Regions from separate parts of the Mus musculus genome. Here all the other regions are linked to region 2. The links are chromatin contacts, called in public HiCAR-type and promoter capture Hi-C maps. All regions are on one chromosome and are shown on one strand. Each heading gives the region's core, a stretch centred on a gene start, on an enhancer-like site or on the middle of the called end of the contact. The rest is flanking DNA. Distances are from core to core; before and after follow the strand shown. Region 1 overlaps Ate1 (arginyltransferase 1). Region 2 holds the start of Wdr11 (WD repeat domain 11). Region 3 holds the start of Fgfr2 (fibroblast growth factor receptor 2).

What was found. Promoter capture Hi-C pulls out the DNA fragments that hold promoters and counts their contacts. HiCAR-type assays count read pairs that join an accessible place to other places.
Region 1: a HiCAR-type map of astrocytes shows a contact between it and region 2, with 5 times the contacts expected there. The contact joins the enhancer-like site here to the promoter of Wdr11 in region 2. A contact is called at or near these places in 2 of 39 promoter capture datasets (the C10 cell line and embryonic stem cells), 1 of 484 Hi-C or Micro-C datasets (myeloid progenitors), 3 of 115 datasets of contacts at active chromatin or transcription factors (the 230-238 cell line and astrocytes) and 1 of 9 other capture datasets (adipose tissue).
Region 3: a promoter capture Hi-C map of embryonic stem cells shows a contact between it and region 2, with 5 times the contacts expected there. The contact joins the promoter of Fgfr2 here to the promoter of Wdr11 in region 2. A contact is called at or near these places in 3 of 39 promoter capture datasets (the C10 cell line and embryonic stem cells), 3 of 484 Hi-C or Micro-C datasets (all in embryonic stem cells), 6 of 115 datasets of contacts at active chromatin or transcription factors (astrocytes, embryonic forebrain, embryonic stem cells and 2 more) and 4 of 9 other capture datasets (adipose tissue, embryonic stem cells, liver and 1 more).

What each region holds. Positions count from the first base shown.
Region 1 is chr7:130,470,370-130,474,170 of GRCm38.p6, forward strand. The region is part of intron 8 of Ate1 (arginyltransferase 1); the gene reads right to left. Among named protein-coding and RNA genes, the nearest start is that of Ate1, 47 kb to the right of the region's middle. Within about 2 kb of position 2,527, at least 18 of the 459 cell types and tissues checked have an H3K27ac peak or open chromatin away from gene starts, as enhancers often do. A contact at or near this core is called in astrocytes, where this site is marked.
Region 2 is chr7:129,589,536-129,593,419 of GRCm38.p6, forward strand. Wdr11 (WD repeat domain 11) reads left to right here and starts at 2,328. Exons shown (of 29, transcript NM_172255.3): 1 at 2,328-2,528; 2 at 3,441-3,552. The coding sequence starts at 2,443.
Region 3 is chr7:130,265,273-130,269,185 of GRCm38.p6, forward strand. It overlaps Fgfr2 (fibroblast growth factor receptor 2), which reads right to left and starts at 1,536. Exons shown (of 18, transcript NM_010207.2): 1 at 522-1,536. RefSeq lists a promoter at 869-1,094.

The sequences.
Region 1 (3,801 bases), core at 1,277-3,776, 880 kb after region 2:
ACTTTCTGAGATAAAACAAGTCAAAACAAAACAAAACAAAAAAACAACAAAACAAAAAAACAATACCAGAGAACAGTTACATGGTTCTGCATTTTTTTCAAACCTGTATCAGAAGACAACCTGAGTCTCATGTCTGCCTGTGCATTTAACCTGCTAACATCAAGGAGCCTCTAGAAAACAGTCTGTCCACTCAAGAGAAAGAGAGTCAGGAAGGCTAACGGCATCTCGGCACTGTGAGACAGCACTGGTCTTGAGGACGCTCTGGCACACGCAACAAGGCATAAGCCACATTTTTCTGTCTTTAAAATACAAGGAGCCTACAAACTTTAAGGTTAAAAAAAAAATCAAACAAAAAACAGGACTTGCCTTCTATTTCAGTTTTGAGAAACAAATGGTAAGATACAAATGAAAGGAGACCAATAAGCAAACTTGGGCCAACTTGTGTTCAGTCTGAATGGCCCATTCCCAAAGACCTGGTGTTTACACAATTACACAGAGGGCCCTGAAGAGCAAGGTCATGTAAACTACAACTGCTACCTTTTATTTCCCTGTAAGTCTGTCAGGGATGGGGTTAGCAATACTTAATGCTTCTTTCCAAGTCTGCAGCTTGCAGTTTAGGTTGTACAAAGGAAAAAAATCAGAAAAATTTCACAAGATCTTCTGTTTCAAGGATTTAGCTGATAACACACACACACACACAAATAAAGCTCCCCTCAGCTATACAAAAAAATTCACCTTGAATTCCGAGGAAAGATGGCTAAGCTTTGGTGATTAACGAGCTATGCAGTGCAGTTTCCGTTTCCAAAGCACCATGTAGAGATGACATGAATATTAATAGGCCAGGTCTCACTTCCAGCCAAACTGTCCCCAAATGAGTGCTTATTTATCCTAACAAACCCACCTGTCTCCTCGCCCAACTGCCTTCCTGGGCCTCCGTGATGCCCCAAGACAAGCTAGGCTCAGAGTAATTAGCAGAGAGGAAGTCGGTTGAGAGGATTTTCCAAAGGGGTAAAGATGAGGAGGGTAAAGACTTCAGAGAACAGAACCTCCTCCTTCCAAAGCCACCCAAAGCCACCTCTCCCAGCCTGTTCTTCTAGGACGCAAAAACCTACTGCTGGTTTTCTTCTGAATATGTTATTTTACGGCTCTGCAGGGACAGAGGTTAACCTGTAGAGTTTTTTTGACGGGAATGAATACTACCTAATGTTAGATAATTAGTAGTTGCTTTAATCTACTAGCAATCAAATCTCAATCACCTACTTCATTAAATTATATACAAATGCTCTTTGAAACAATTTTCATGTTTACTGGTTTTATAGCAAATAACAGGTCGATTAAGTCAGACATGCGTTTACACTGTCTGGGTAAGATTATTGTTTTATCTTTTAAAAACCTATAGTTAAGAGCCCTAAAGGTCATTGCATGAGAAGCTCAGGTAAGCTCACTGGATGGGGGATACAGAAGAAGCACTCAGTCAAGCACCCTGGTCCAAGCATCCTAATGGGGCTCCCATGCAGCGCTGCCACTGCTTGTTCTTTGCTCTGTGCCTTCCTCTTTACTGGGTCTGCATTACCATTCTCAGGACCAGGACTATATCCCCACTACTGTACTATGTGCTGGATCTGACGACATGTCTCTGCTGGACGATGAAGAGTTATTTTCTTCTGAAAAACCAAAAATGGAAAATCTGGGGTTTTCGCTATTTTTATTTGTGTATTTGTAACTTTAATTAATAAAACAGTTCTTTGTTATCTGAAACCACTGTGTTTGACATACTGCTAAAGTTTCAGAACTGAAGAGTTTTTACATGTCTGTTCATAATCAGAAAAGCTTTTACTTTTATTTCTATAATGATTCCCCACATCCAGGTGATATTAAATTGCATTCAAGTATGAGCTCTGTGAAGCTGATGTATAGAGATAATCAAGCAGAAAACAAGCTCCTTATAGGAACTAACAGCTTAGAAGCAATTTTAAGAATTCAAGTAAGTATACATAACTAAGGTGACTCTCTAGATAAATCCACTGGCATGAAATTTTTAATTTAAAAAAAAAGTATTACCTTCTTATATTTATAAGCACTATCACTGGATTTAAAATTTATGATAAAGGACTTACCACAAATGGTTTTAATAAATATATACAGAAAGAAAAGAGCTACTATTACTATTGAACATACAGATTTTCTTTTAAAATTAAATTGTTAATACTAAGTGCTTTGCCTTAATCTGATTTTTGTGTATTTTAAATCCTGACTCTCTCAATAAAAAGACTTTACAAAGTAAGGCTCTTTCCAAACGGTATACCAAAAGTAATAGAAGTCCAAACGTGGACTCTCCCAACTAAACAGTGTTTACTGAGCACTACGACCCAACCTTGGACTGCTCAGTGACTGGTCTGAGCTTCCTTCACTGCTGTTCAACCGGCAACTCCTGCTCTTACAGCCCTTCTTACAGGAACACATATTCCATGGTGACATAGCAGACTGAGAACTCAATGAATGCCGAGATCAAACAAGACTGATGTCCCCATGGAGACTAATCCACCCCAGGATTTACTATTCAAGGTTTTTCTGAAGCATTCACGCACAACTAATGGGCAATGAAAACTGTCAGGGAAGATGACCCTAATTTTGAACACAGCTAAGAAGGTCTTGGGAGGAATGATGAATAGTTCTACTCGCTGAAGGAAAGCTAGCTAACCCAGCAAGAAAATAGCTTGAACTTTTAAGATCCCCAAACTAACTCAAGTGTGTGCAGAAAAATCTTGAACAAGACAAATCTGTGGCTTTTTTCTATTCAGTGTTTGAATTTCTACTTTAAGCGTGCTTTCTTTAGTCTCAAAATCCACTTTTACATTTTAGTCACCCTGGGGTCCTATAAAGGAAGACTTCAGTGACTGTCATTTCATTTCACAAAGCAATACACATCTCCAATTTCTACTGTCTCAACAATCACGTGATGCCCAAAACCTAACTGAGGAACGTCAACCTCCTGACCAATCAGCTTCAGGAGAACTGTCTGGCCACATATGCAAGATGCTTGCATTGTACTCACCACAGCAAACTCAAGACAAGAAAGGATGTCTTCAGTTCAACTGTTGGGCCTTACTGGCAGCTCTGCCCGAGCCAGAACTGCCCAACAGGCCTTAGATGCAAGGGAAGGGAACAGCTATCAAAGGACAATCTAGTGCTTTTGTTCCAGATTTCTAATTGGTGCCTTTGAGTAATAACACTCCCAAGTCAAGTGTATGGGACACAATCTGAAACTATAGGATTCTTTCCTTACATATACAGCTACAAGAAACAAAACCCTGCTCCTCTCTGGTTTGGCCCAGTGGTTCAAGCCACAGCCCTGTCTTCCTCTTCTGATTATCATTATCACCAACAGACTGCTGGCCATCACCTACAAATAACTATGTTTTCACTAGGTCCCTCCTGCTTCCTGCTTTACCTCTTCAAATAAAGCTGGGCCTAAGTAATAGACTAAACCAGGTAAAGCTTTGCTCCCACCAGTTCACTGGCTGGCCATCTCCACAGCGCTCCAACTCATGCCAGCTCTCAGCACATCTGCTCCTCAGGGTACTCCACACTTAGGGAAATTATCCAAACTCCAGCTTAACAGCTCAGCCCCTTCCCTTCATGTCTCCATGGCTTCTTTCAATTCTCTCCCTCCCACCACTTCTCTTTCCAAATTCTGGCCGTTAGCAATACCTTACCACAGGAAGCTGCCTCACACTATTATGCTGACATAAGAGAAGTGAAGTCCCTGGGTCCTCCCAGAGTGTTTGCCTAAGTCTCTTC
Region 2 (3,884 bases), core at 1,078-3,577:
CCTCATTTTAAAGCTGGCTGTCATGGTGTTTGTGTCTTGGAGGCTCACAAGCCAAATTGGACTCTATTTTCACCCAAATCCTTATCAATTCTTCTCTTGCAAGCCATGCCTTCAAAAAGAAAGGTCTTTATCTGCTAAAATGATATCTTAGAGGAAGCAATGCAGTCACTGAAAACAGCAGGCCTTGTTTTATGCCTATCAGTAAATAAACAAGGAATTATAGGAAGCTAAGTGTTACGTTAAGGCTTTGTAAATGTTTGGTCTAATTTAATCCTTTTCTCTGCCACAATAACAGGGGGAAGGAGTTTGTATTAGTGCAGGTTCTATCTCTCTGACAGAACACTATGATCAAGGCAACTTAGGAAAGACAAAGTTTATCTAGACTTACAGTTCTGGAGGGATAAGCATCAATCAAGGCAGGGAATTATGGCAACAGGCAAGATGGAGGAACACATGAGAACTACATTTCAAACCACAAGCAGAAAGCAGAGAAAACAAACTTGAGATGGTCTATCTAAGCCTTTAAACTCTCAAAATCTGTCCCCAGTGACACACTTCCTCCATCCAGGCCAGACCTCCTGAACCTACGAAACAACCGACAACTGAAAAATCAAATGCTCTAATGCTCAGGATGGTGAGGGACGTCTCACTGAAGCCAGCACAGAGGCTGAAAGGAGTTAAAGATGCTTCTCAGAGTCACAATGAGTGACCTAAAGCCCTCAGTAACACCGACCTTCCATGAGCCCCTTGAAGATGCAGGAGAAGAGGGACATTCATGTAGATTTTTACATATGCAAGCACTGAGCAGGACTATCAGCAGGGTTCCAAGAGTCATCATGCTATGCAGTTTCAGTAACTAAAAATACAGATGAAATCTACATATATAGTAAAGAATATCAAAAGAACAACTTACCAACATTTGTTTCATTTCATCATTTTTTAAGATTTCCTTTCATTTCAACTATGTGTTTATGTGAGGGTATGTTCTTGTGTAGGAGCAGGAGCACTAGAGTCTAGAAGGGTGTGAACCCTGGGAGTTGGAATTACAGGTGGTTGTGAGCTGTCTCACTCTGGTGCTGGAGAACACACTTAAGTCCTCTTAACTGCAGCCTTTGACTTTGCTGGGAATATTTGCGTAGCCAATTGACTCAAGGTTCATGTTGACATTTATGGAACGACAGTGGTTTTTTTATATACATCTTATATGTTTTAATATAAATCTTATATATAAATATTGTAATATAATCTATATATAAACATAGTATGTATTTATATTATGTATGTATATTTTATAATACTACATATTATAATATATAATTTCTATAATGTATTGTGCTATATATCATATAATATACATATCATAAAATATATTTCTATATTATATGTTTATTCAACACATACTTTTGTATATTTTAATAAACATTATATATGTATATATATATGAAAAGGAACTTCAATTTATAATAAACGAAGAATACTTATAACTCAGAAGTGAAAAGACAAAGTGAGCTAAAATATCCCAATAGGGTATTTTTAAAAATAATTACAAATGGCTAAATTGCTGCTAAAAGACACTCAACATCTTTACTCACTGAGTCTTCCTCACCTCACTTGTGTGTTGGCCAGATTTCCAAATCTGAAACAAGCACCCGAGATACTCAGTCTCTAAAGGACAATATCTCGGAGCTTCTAGTCCATGCCTGGTTTGCCCCATTGTTCTTGAACCTATACCATGGTGACGATGCACAGCAAGATGGCAAAACCTTTCACTTCATGGGCCACAAAAAATAAGGAGGAAAAGACCAGGGTCCAACAATTCCCTTCAACAGCACCTCCCACCCCAACCTGGGCGCTTCTCCTAGTGATCTAAAAACCTCCCAATGGGCCCTTCTTCCTAAAGTAGGGAAAATCACGTTTTTTAATACATGGTCCTTTGGGAGCGAGTTATGCAAACCCTATTAGCCAGGATAGTTATCACATAATAAAAAGAGAACAAACATTAGTGAGCATTAGTGAGTAGACAGTCACTGTGTCTTCTCATGCAGGACCCTTCTACAACAAACAGTGGCTGGCAATGGTAGTTGCCCTAAATTAACATATCAAAGGCAGAAAAGCAAACTGGGAGTTTTATTGTTTTGTTTTCACGATTTCCAGCAATCTTTCTCCCAAAAGGAAGAAAGCAGATGCGACTGGTAGCAGAACCCCTCTTCCATGCTTAGCTCCAACCCACACTCCATGGGATTCACTTGAGTTTCGGAACTTTGGAGAGGGAGGAACCTAGAAGTCCTAGTTCCTGGAGAGACGACGGACTATTGGAAGGAGGAACCTGGGATTTCACGGAACCCAACTGCTGGCGCGGACGCGACTACCCGGACTTTGGAACGGAAGAGCTGCTCGTGTCGCTTCCTGCCTGCCGGTGGGGAGGGCCGGGGTGCCGCCGCGATGTTACCCTACACCGTAAACTTCAAGGTGTCAGCGCGCACCCTCACCGGGGCTCTCAACGCGCACAACAAGGCGGCGGTGGACTGGTGAGGGCAGTGCTTCCGGCCTCGGCCGCAGTTCGCGAGGGGACGGGGAAGAACACTGGGCTTCCGGTTTTCCTCGCCTAGACCGCGGCCAGCGTCCCACAGCTCGCAGATTTGCTTTTAGTTGAGACATTTGTGTTGTCCTATAAGTCGCAAATGCCTGGAGCCGGCAGGTCCTCGGTGCAGACAGTTTCAGTCCTGGGTTCTTTCTCCGCATCTCATTCCTTTACTGTCCCCATTTCCTCTTCCCCAGCCTGCACCCGGGAGGGCTTCTCTCCTTGTCTCCTTTTCTCTTCCTGGTCCTGACTCTTTCTTACTCTTTCAGACTCCTCTTTTTCACTTAGATGCATTCAACAATGCCCCAAACTGTGTCCTGTCACTTACCTACTCCCACTTTTATCTTTACTGGTTCCCGTGAAGCACGGCCTCCACAGCCAGTTCTCTTTCCACAGTGAAATAACACCCAGGTTCTGAGAACTAACCATGTGAGGCAAATCCTATTACTGTTGTGCTAGGAATGTTGCTGCGGAGGCTGAGACCTCTCATGTACTTTTTTATCTGATTGAAAGGACTAAGACTAGTCACTCATCCTAGGGGCATTGTGGATTCTATGTTGTTATAAAAAATAAATGTTATTAAATGCTGAATAAGACAGCATGTGTTCATACAAAACCAGCCCAGATTGGTTTTGCACATCAGAGCTCTTTGTAGATATCTTTTAGAACTGTTGATCTGAGTGAAAATGAGTCTCAATAAATATTTGTAAACTTAGCTGGGGGTGTTTTGTAAATGGAACAATATCACAAGCCTTTCACTTTAAGAAGTACTACTAATAATGGCACATGTGAACTAGATTTGTTTATGATAGGCAAAGTTGAGTCGCTTTGTTTTATATTTTAACACTTGTTTCGCCAGGGGCTGGCAAGGTTTAATTGCATATGGATGCCATTCACTGGTGGTAGTGATCGATTCCAATACTGCCCAAACTCTACAAGTTCTAGAAAAACATAAAGCTGATATTGTTAAGGTAAGTTAAGTCACACATCAGCCCCATAACCTCAAGTTTAATACGTCATCAGGTTCTCATTAAGTCATAGATATAAATACAATTATCTAGGGTTGCCTAGCATTTACATACCCATGACTTAATGTCAATCCAGAATACATTGTTAAGTGCTAGTTCTGGGGCACTTTGAAAAGGTGAGTGGAAATACCAGTTCTGTCATTTACCATAGCACCCCCTCATCCATTAGTTTTGAACACTGACTACCATGTGCTAAGAAAATATAAAGTGTAACTGTCTTTGTGGGTGTGAGTCACACTGTGGTTTTGATTTGTGATTTCATGGCGAATATAATC
Region 3 (3,913 bases), core at 286-2,785, 670 kb after region 2:
CACTGCCTCCCTAAAGGTGTCGTCCCGGCATCTCCATCCCTTTGGGGATGTTGCCTGACCACACTCCAGCAGTTTCTTCCCAAGAAAGGATCTCTCATAAGGGTTTGTGTAGTACCAGGCTGGAGCTTCCAGAATCCAAGGACCAGGCACCCCAAAGATGCCCTTCCCGAACCGCCTATGGGCTGTGCCACTGGCAGGCGGCCCCACGGCGCGCCGGCTCTGAGCTCAAAGGAACGCGCCCAGTAGGCAGGACTGTGCCCGCCGGAGTCTGACAGGAAAGGGGTGCCAGCGGCAGAGGCAGATGTCAGCATTGGGATGGAGGTGCTGAAAGAACTCCCCCAAAGCCAGCCATCCGCATTCATCCACTCCTCCATCACCAATACAGTCAGAGACTGACAGGGTGCGCCCCCAAATAGGTTTACCCGCGCCTTCCTCCCGGGGATCCTGCGCCCCCGCATCCTCCCACGGCACCCACTTTCCCGGCTGGCGAAGCTCCCAGAGGCGTTCGGCACGACGATTACCTTGAATGGCAGCGCTCCTCTGCGCTCGGTGCTGCGCCGGAGCCCAGAGTGGATCGGGATGGAGCAGGCGATGATCTCGGAGGAAAACTCCAAAAAGAGAACGATTCCTTGGGTAGCAGCCGGCGCCAAGGTTCCGAGGCTTCACGCGCGCCGGGGATCGCAGAACAGCTAGGACATGACACCGGAGCTGCTCTCGGATCTGGGCAGCAGCAGAAGAAAGGACTGGAGCTTGGCGTTGCCTACTCCAAACTTTGCTGGCGAGTAGTGAACACTCGCAGCGCTCAGGAACGCTGAGGCCCGGGGGCTCACGCCCGGCCCCCGCCAGCCCGGAGAGCAGTCGCCACGCCGGGCCAGGAACACACAGGCAGCCCCCGCGCCGGAGCTCTGGCGGCCGCGCGTTCGATCGTCCGTGCGCCCGTTCCGCGCCTGCCGCCGCCGCCGCTCGCCTCTCCCGGCTCTCTCCCCTCGCCGCCCGCGCCGCCGCCGCAGCCTCCTCGGGCGGGTCACGCCCCCCGCTGAAACCCGAGCCGTTTCCTGGACGGCGGCGCCCGCTCTGCCAATCAGCGCCTCGCGCTGGGGCAGTCCCGAGCCCCGCGCTGCCCCCGAAGCCTAGCAGCCGCAAAGAGACACCCGCCAGGCAGGCGAGGGGCCCCGCCGCGCTGCCCGCAGGGGTGCACAGATGACCTCTCGGAACCCTGTTGGTGAACGGCCTCTGTACGCCACTGCCCCAGTTCCTAGCCAGCTTTGGTGCACAGTGGATGCGTTACGTTGTTTTATGTCAAGTTAGGAAACAAATGACAGAATGCTGTGCAACTTCAGACACCTTAGAATAGGTCTGCAGCATACTGGGGCCAGACATTTCATGTCATGAAGCTTTGAGGGTGGAAGCAGCGGATGTTCGTGGGAGATGTTGCGTTGTCTTGTTCCTCTGAACAATAGACAGGGGACGAGTGTTTGGGAAACCCTCCTTTAGGAAGGGAACACGTGAATAGGTAATTGTACTTATCCGCACATCTGCCTGCAGAGTAACAGAACCAGATTCTGACAAGAAAACTGAAGATCGGAGAGGTTAACACAACCGGCTGCTGGATGAGCCCTTTAATGTGGCTGCCATGGGAAAAGGCAATCTACAACAGAAAACATCTTTAATAGTATCAATGTAGGTTAACATAAAGAAATCCAAAGGAGGGCTGGAGATGGATCAGCAGTTCAGAGTGCTTCCTGCCTTCTTAAAGGCCAAAAGCCAGTTGCTGGCTAAATATCAGTCCCTCACAATGGCCTGTAACCCCAGTTGCAGAGTCATCCAAAGCCTCTGGTCTCCTTAGGAAACTGCACTCGTGAACACAAAGATACAGGCATATAGTTTAAAAATAGAAATAAATATTTAAAAGAAAGTAGGGCTGGAGAAATGGCTCCGTAGTTTAAGAATACTGCCAGAGATTGGTTCAATTCCCAGCATCCACTTGGCTTGCTCACAATCACCTCTAAGTCCAGTTCCAGGAGTCCCGACGCCCTCTTCTGGCCTTCAGAGATACTGCATGCACAATGTGCAGACAGACATGCAGGCAAACATCCATACCAATCAAATAAAATGAAAATTAATTAATTAATTAATTAATGAGAGGGGGAAGAAACTTGAAAGAGTCTAGAGAGGTGTTGGAGATGTAGCCTAGTAGTAGAACGCTTGCCTTGCATGTACAAGGCCTGATCTCCATGCCACCTAAGAAAGAAACAGAGAAAGAAACAAAGAATCAGAAACAGAAAACACACTCACTCTACCAAAAACCAAGTCATCTGACCGTGAGCAAATTGGATTCTCTCCCTGACTCTTACACTCTTCTGTTGCAAAGCAGGATTCTTTAACTAAATGTCAGGCCGGGCTGTAATGATTGGCATCTCCCATTTGTCTCTCCCACTAGACTACCTTGAGATCATTTATCTTTCAGTACGCACTCCCTTTCTCTCTTTCATCCCTTGAGCAGTTGTGTTTAAAGTCAAGGCCATATAAATTGTAACTCTAGCACTCAGAAGTGTGAGGCAGGAGGATTGCCTTGTGTTTGGGGGCCAACTTGGTCTACATAGTAAGTTTGAAGCCAGCTACATTTTGTCTAAATAAATTGAATCTTAATTATTGGGTCAATTATTGAGGTCCCAGACCTCGCAGGATAAAGAGAAGTTCGGGAGCTTGAAAATGGTTTCAGGTACATGCTGAGTTTGTGTCAGCCCTGGGCTATATAAGATCCTGGCTCAAATAGGTCACTAAGTTCAGAAAAGCCTTAGACTCTCTCTGGTGCCTAAAGACAAACAAAGCCAGACAGTAAAGTCCACCTGGGACACAGGTTTGAAAGAGGAGACGTACCAGAATCCCTAATACTCTACCTTATGCCATTTACACACACGATTCCTCAGGCCCCACATGATCAGATCATCTTTGTTCACAGCATAGCCTGGGAAACTTATATGCACATCACTAAAAAGCAAGGGGTAGCAAATCCATGTTCAATGCCTCAGGCAAATACTTATGAAATTAGAATTTGAAAACTCAACAACAACAAAAATAACAGCCGGATTTCCAAACGAAATGATCTGTTTATGTCTAGTGGAAAGGGGTGTGTTTTGAATGAGTTCTGTGGCCTGGGTGGGAACACCTCAGCCAGGTTGACACTGAGCCATTCAGTGTCAATGTGTGCTCATTCCCTAACCTGAAGTCACAAGGGAATGGTCCTGCTCCAGGCTGGCACTTCTATCTTTATGATCCCCACTGATGAGAAACTCCGTGTCTCAGGACAGAGCTCTTTCCCTACTGCAGTGGGCCCACCAGCCATTGAAAATGAGGTTAACACATTCTCACATAAATTAATGGCCCAGGAAGCCGCTGTCCCTGTCTCCCCCACCCCATTCATCTCTAGCTTTATAGATGCTGAATAGGAGGGAAGCCCTTCCGCTGAAAACAAAAACACCTTCTTTAACTAACGTCAGAGGCAGCGTGCAGAATTTGTTCTGTATGAAGATGAAAAGGTAGCCACCGTCCAAAGGCCCTGATTGCCAAAGAGCACCTTTTTTTTTCCCCCAAGTTAGGAAAGCCACAAATCCACAATAGGAAAATTTTAAGTTTAAAAAAAATTTTTTTAAAGCATGCTTTGAATTTTTGAAAAATAAAAAAATTCATTTTGCATCATTTAGACTTCAAGTGACCTCAGTGGTCCAGGAAAGCTTTCCTCCCAGCCAGGCGTCTGAATGAGAAAATCATCTCTTTGCAGGATTTTTAGCCCCTCTCCCTTCTTCAAGTGGCTGGAACCCCTTTTGTCAATGGCCTCCCGTGAATGCTGTTACTAATAAGCCTATTAATGAGTTTCCACGGCCGAGTGTGAATAGGTAAATAGGGCCCGATC